2 separate regions of the Callithrix jacchus genome follow, and region 2 is linked to region 1. The links are chromatin contacts, called in public Hi-C maps. All regions are on one chromosome and are shown on one strand. Each heading gives the region's core, a stretch centred on a gene start, on an enhancer-like site or on the middle of the called end of the contact. The rest is flanking DNA. Distances are from core to core; before and after follow the strand shown. Region 1 holds the start of MGST3 (microsomal glutathione S-transferase 3). Region 2 overlaps RXRG (retinoid X receptor gamma).

Evidence for each region. Hi-C and Micro-C count contacts between places; a contact is called where the count stands out from the background.
Region 2: a contact with region 1 is called in a Hi-C map of skeletal muscle, with 2.9 times the contacts expected there. The contact joins the enhancer-like site here to the promoter of MGST3 in region 1. A contact is called at or near these places in 3 of 3 Hi-C or Micro-C datasets (induced pluripotent stem cells and skeletal muscle).

What each region holds. Positions count from the first base shown.
Region 1 is chr18:36,212,330-36,215,300 of calJac240_pri, forward strand. MGST3 (microsomal glutathione S-transferase 3) reads right to left here and starts at 1,313. Exons shown (of 6, transcript XM_035280028.3): 1 at 1,156-1,313. The coding sequence starts at 1,189. RXRG (retinoid X receptor gamma) reads left to right here and starts at 1,394. Exons shown (of 16, transcript XM_078355043.1): 1 at 1,394-1,435.
Region 2 is chr18:36,401,156-36,404,046 of calJac240_pri, forward strand. It overlaps RXRG (retinoid X receptor gamma), which reads left to right. Exons shown (of 16, transcript XM_078355043.1): 14 at 1,209-1,300; 15 at 2,604-2,709. Among named protein-coding and RNA genes, the nearest start is that of LMX1A, 53 kb to the right of the region's middle. Within about 2 kb of position 1,331, at least 3 of the 16 cell types and tissues checked have an H3K27ac peak or open chromatin away from gene starts, as enhancers often do. A contact at or near this core is called in skeletal muscle, where this site is marked.

The DNA.
Region 1 (2,971 bases), core at 63-2,562:
ATGGAGGCAAAGCCATTGTGAGAATAGGAGAGATTCAGCCAGGCACTGTCAGAGGAGAAGGGAAGGGGGTAACACGGTGATTTGAAAAGTACAAAGATGTCATGTATGTAGGGCGTTAAAAGTTAGTATTGTTATTCCTTTCAGAAAATAGACAAGGTCTGCACAGCTAAGAACAATTCCATGCTTTATGTGCATTTGCTGAGAAAACAACTGTAGTAAATCTAAAGTAATTCCGACAAAGAACTGACCGTAGTCTATGACTCCTGAAGGTTTCTGAAGAAAGTAGCATACATGCTCTGCGTGTTGACCTGATGCAAATTCTTTGCGGGTCATCCAGGCATCCTTTCATCCTTCCTCTCCTGGGCCTATGAGTTAACTCAACCATAAGACCCACAAACACAGCTTAGATTTTCAGGGGCAGGGCTAATTTAAACCAGCCACTTTCCCCACAAGTTCAATAGCTTTTTTTTTCAACTTGTATCCTGATAATGGGCCAGAAAATATCGTCCTTCTATCCATGAAACAGAAGCTTAGATAATTTTAATTTCCTTCTATCCCCCGCACCCCCCAGACTGGTTCAGCTGCTGCTTTTCTTCTTTCAAACTTTTCAATTATTTCCTTTTTCTTTCCTCTCTGTTATCCTTCATTATGCTCATATTTACTTCCTGAAACTCTAGTCCCTGCTAGGTCTCACTAGCATGCAGAATGGGATTGGCAGAATACCAATCACCTCAACGTATTCCCTTCCCTCTTCCCCTATCCGCCTCTCCCTTCTTTTCTCTCCTTTCCTCCTCTCCCTTGATCTCCCCTCCCCTCGCACTCCCTCCTTCCTTTCCTTCCTTCTGACGGTATTCTCTTCCCCAGAAGCGGCATTTTCGTCTTCCACTCACAACCTTACTTCACCAACATGCCCACACCTTCCCTGAACCTCCACAGTTACTTTCTCATAAGACCTGTTGCAACCGTCCCCTCCCAGGGCTGTCATTATTAGTATTATTATTGGGTTGTTTTGTTTTTCCATCTCAGGAGCAAACTCTGGAGTCTTGATCCAGTCACCTCCTCCAGCACACTCCGGCAGGGTACCCAGCAGGGTGTGATCTCAGACACGCAGGGGGACTCCGTGGGCCCCTCCCACATCCCAGCACTCTCACTTACTGGGATTCCTCTGAAACCTCTCTCTTGGCCCCATAGTAACAGTCGGCTTACAAGTCTCGGCTCCTCCTTTAACTGGAATTTTGATCTTTAGTCACTAACATCCATGTCACAGGCAAGGGGAAAAACAGCCCCCTTTTCCGTCCAGTTTCTGTTTCCCTAAACCCCGCCCTCCCAGGGAAGCTGACCACTCAGCTCGGGCTTTTGTAGCAGCACCTGATTGGTGGATCACGGAAAGCGCGCTGGAGAGGGCGGAGCTCATTGGGCCGACTCCTCGCGCTTGGTAAGTGCGGTCGCCTAGGTCTGCATAGCAGGGACTTTGGCCGCGACTCGGGGCGGCCTGTTGCCAGAGCGAGCGCGGAGGCCCCCAGGCAGCGCGCTGAGCCCGAAGCAGGTCCCCGGAGTGCCAGGGACACAAACCCCAGTTCCTTCAGGAAGCCTTCCAGATCGACGAGGAGAGGTGGGATAGCCCCGATGGCTTCACCTCGGCCAGTCAGGGGAAGCTCTTTTATTCGTCATCCCCAAAGCATTATTATTATTCACCCTTGAAGTAAAAACCCACTTGCTTTTGACAGGGGCACAAGAAATACTTTTATTTTATGGGTCAGTGTAATTTCAGTGTAATTGTTTAAAATACGTAAACTCTGAAAAGGTCGGCATTCAGCCTTTCTGTCACTTCCTTACTTTTGGCCTTTTATATGAGAAAAATACCTTTCCTACTGTGTGTGTGTGTTTTTTTTTAATACTTGCTAGACATTTACATTTTGTTACTTGGGAGCCTAAAGTGTTTCCTTCTACATAGAGAGATAACACCTCGAATCCCTGCCACATTCTGAAAAGTAGGTACAGTTTACCTACTTTTTATTTTCAGATATGTTAAAAGACGCAGAAGGAGTAAAGGAATATGCTGAAGTCCTCGTGGGATTGCGGCTGGCCACTGTAAGGGACATTCCCCCCATATCATTTTGAATCCCCTTGGTTTAAAGAGAAAAGACCTGGTTTTCTGTCAGAAGGTGGAGGGCACTGATGGAGGAGGTGGGTAATAAGCAGACAAAAAGGGAAAGTGGAATAATGTACCCAGCATTCTTGGATATCCTCAGTGTAAAAATATTTCCCTTTCCTGAGTCGTTTTTGTTTTGATGTATGCATGTATGTATATATTTTAGCAAATAGTCAAAAAGCATTTGGAACTAAGTAGATCAAAAGGCTGGGTTTTTTTTCCTTATTTTTTTTCCTTATTTTTTTTGAGACAGGGTCTCACTCTGTCACCCAGGCTTGAGTGCAGTGGCACTCTGGGCTCATTGCAGCCTCCACCTCCTGGGTTCAAGTGGTCCTCCCACCTCATCCTCCCAAGTAACTGGAACTACAGACATGCGCTACCACACCTGAATAATTTTTTTTTTTTTTTTTGTAGAGACAGGGTTCTGCCATGTTGGCCAGGCTGGTCTCAAATTCCTGAGCTCAAGTGATCTGCTCATCTTGGCGTCCCAGAGTGCTGGGAAACAGCACCCAATGTGGGGCTTGAACCCACCACCCTGAGATTAAGAGTCTCCTGTTCTACTAACTGAGCTAGGTGGGCACCCCATTTTGGAATTTAAAAAGAAAAAGAAAAAATATGACTATTAAGGAATGTACGGGTTTTCTTATGTAGCTTGAAAAGTGATTCCAAAGAGGATTTCCATGAACATTCTGATCAGTGTGGTAGTGTCACCTGGAATTAGATATGTAGCTTCCAAGGGGTGTCTTTGAAAAGCAATCCTCATTAGGATGTCTAAATTCTGATAGTTAAAATTAGTCCATCTTTCCTTCTTTCCTTCTC
Region 2 (2,891 bases), core at 81-2,580, 190 kb after region 1:
TGCTTTCAGTATTTGTGTGTATTATGTATGTGTATGTATACACATGGGTATATACATGAATTATGTGGGCATAAACCTCTGGGTAGTGCTGGGATGGAGGATGGGCAGCTCAGTTAGCTGCACGTGACTATGCAGAGACCACTTGGCACATGAAACTATAAACCTGGGGAATGAGGGAGAGATTAAAATAAAGGTTGAGATCACAATAAGACGGAGCCAATCAGAGGCCAGCACAGTTGCCGGGCAGATGGAAGAAACAGTTATCCCAATGGGTTTTCCAAGAAGAGATTAGATCTTGACACCAGCTAGTAAGTTGTGGGTGGAGAGGGTAAACTGCTTATCCTAGGGGCCAGGGATGGAAAGGGATCAGGATCTGTCCACAAGCGAATAGGCAAAATGGGCTGTTTATGCTGGGCTCTGGATGATCTCAGAAGGAGGCCTGCAGCAGGAGCAAACCCATCTTGGTCAGGCAGGGACACCCTGGCAGACATTCTGGGCCTTAAAATGATACTAAAGGAAAATTAAGCCATCAGCCGAGGAGTCAAATAAAATGAGTAGTTAATGACTTGAGAATGGGAGGTTGGAGAACTGGTAAAGAGGAGAAATCAGTTGAAATTAATCTCTCTGTCCAATGCCAGGGCCCTGTGGCCCCTTTCCACCTCCATGGTAAATGGTCTTTTTTTTTTTTTTTTTAATCATGTGCACATCCACTGAACTGTCTCTACTATTTCCCTGCCCTTTCCCACATGTTCCATGTAGAGTCCAACATGGCCTTTGGAATGACCCATCCCCCTTCAGGGTGCCTGGACATTTCTACCAGTTCACTGACTGCTGCCCTCTGCTGTGTTTTTCTAGATATGCAATGCCCTTGGCTTGCTTTGTGTGTTGCATTTCTAATTTCCAAGACTTCTGTGATGCCTTTCCGGTTCCCTGCTCAGAGTTCATTGCTGCCTCTTTGGCCACTTGGACTTTGCTCATGGCTGTTATATTCCTGGGCTTTGTGTTGCTGCTTGTTTTTATGTCTTTTCCTTTAGTTAAGCTGTAATCTTGCAGTGGAGGTGTGTATCTTTTTCATTTCTGTGTCCCTAGTACCTGGTACATTGTCTGGGAACAGAGTGGGTATGTAAAAATTTTGGTTGAATTCATTGTATTGACTCTTGGCCTGGTACTCATGGTTTTCTCATTACCTGCTCCTTTCCTGTTAACAGAGTTCTAACTGAGCTGGTTTCCAAAATGAAAGACATGCAGATGGACAAGTCGGAGCTGGGGTGCCTGCGAGCTATTGTGCTCTTTAACCCAGGTAACTGCCCTTGGACCCCAGGGGCTGGGTGTACTCAGCCCTTCTGTGGCCAGCCTCCACTGCTCCCATGTTGTTGGTCCTCCAGCTCAGCTGAAACAGAGACGGCAGAGCCAGGAACCCAGGAGAACTCACAGTGTCAGCTACAGCCATCTTAAAAAAATGTTTCGAATGGGCATGGCAGGCACATGTATGGGGCAAGTGGGGAAGATGAAAAATGACAGTGGCCTAGGGTGGCAGTGAAGGGGGTGGTAAAAAGCAGTCAGATTCTGAATGTATTCCTAGGTAAAGCCGCTATGATTTGCTGACGGATTGAATATAGGATGTGAAAGAAAGGAGTTAAATATGACTCTCTGTTTTTTTTTTTTTAATTTTTATTTTCCTGAACAATGGGAAAAATGAAGTTCTTATTCACTGAGGTGGGGAAAACTCCATGAGGAGCAGGTTCTGAGAGTAGGTGGGTAGGAATTAGGATCTTGTCTTTGGACATTAAAATAGAAGATGGGTAAGTAGATACCCAAGAGTGGCTGCCCAGAAAGCTCATATGAGTCTGGACCTCATGGGAGAAGCCAGGACCAGAGACATGCATCTGAGAGCTGGCAGCCTCTGCCTGTGTAAGGCTGTGACACTGGGGCGAGATCATCTGGGGAGACAGAGCAGAGAAGAGGGCTGGGGACTGAGCCCTGGGGGATGCCAACATTTAGAGGTCAGGGAGAAAAGGAAGAGCCAGCAAAGGAACCTGAGAAGGGGCAGGCAGTGAGATAGGGAGAGAATCAGAAGGGTGGTGTCCTGGAGGCTCAGGGAAAATAGTCTTTCACGAAGGAGTTGATCAGCTCCAGCAAACGCAGCTGTGGTCAAGAAAAATGAACCTTCGGAATGAGGAGTCGCTAGTGCAGAGGCTTTACCTCCAGAATTAGGCAATTAGTTCACTGATGCAGGACATGTGCCAATTCAGCTTTTGTGCCTCATCTTATCATTCAGTTCATGCTTAGCACATAGTAGATACTCAGTAAATGTGTGCAGGTAGTATTTCGAGAATGGCCTGGATAAAGTACAGCTCTCCTCTTTAGTCAGTGGTGCGTACATTTGCCTATTAATGGAATTTAAAATCTTTGCCCCAAGAGTTTGTTGGGTAAGTTGGGCACAGAAAGAAGAACAAGGGGGCACGAATGACCAGCTTTGTTTATTTCACACTTGTTTTCATCCAGGGTGTCTCTAGTAACTCTAGGGAGGGTGGCCAGAGGGAACAGGGACAGCCTCTGCTAGGAGATGTGTAACCAAAGGCTAAATCAGTCATCTCTTTTAGATGCCAAGGGCCTCTCCAACCCCTCTGAGGTGGAGACTCTGCGAGAGAAGGTTTATGCCACCCTTGAGGCCTACACCAAGCAGAAGTATCCGGAACAGCCAGGCAGGTGAGAGTGCTGGCAGAAGGATAGTCACAGCAGCAACGACTCCACTCTTCATCTTCTGAGCTCCTAATGTGCAGCAGGCACTGGTTAGGTTTAATATTCATAACAAGCTTAAAGTGACAAAAATGTTGACTCCACAGGGCTAGTGGCCTCGTCTGTCTTTCTCACCATTCACTCCTCTAGCC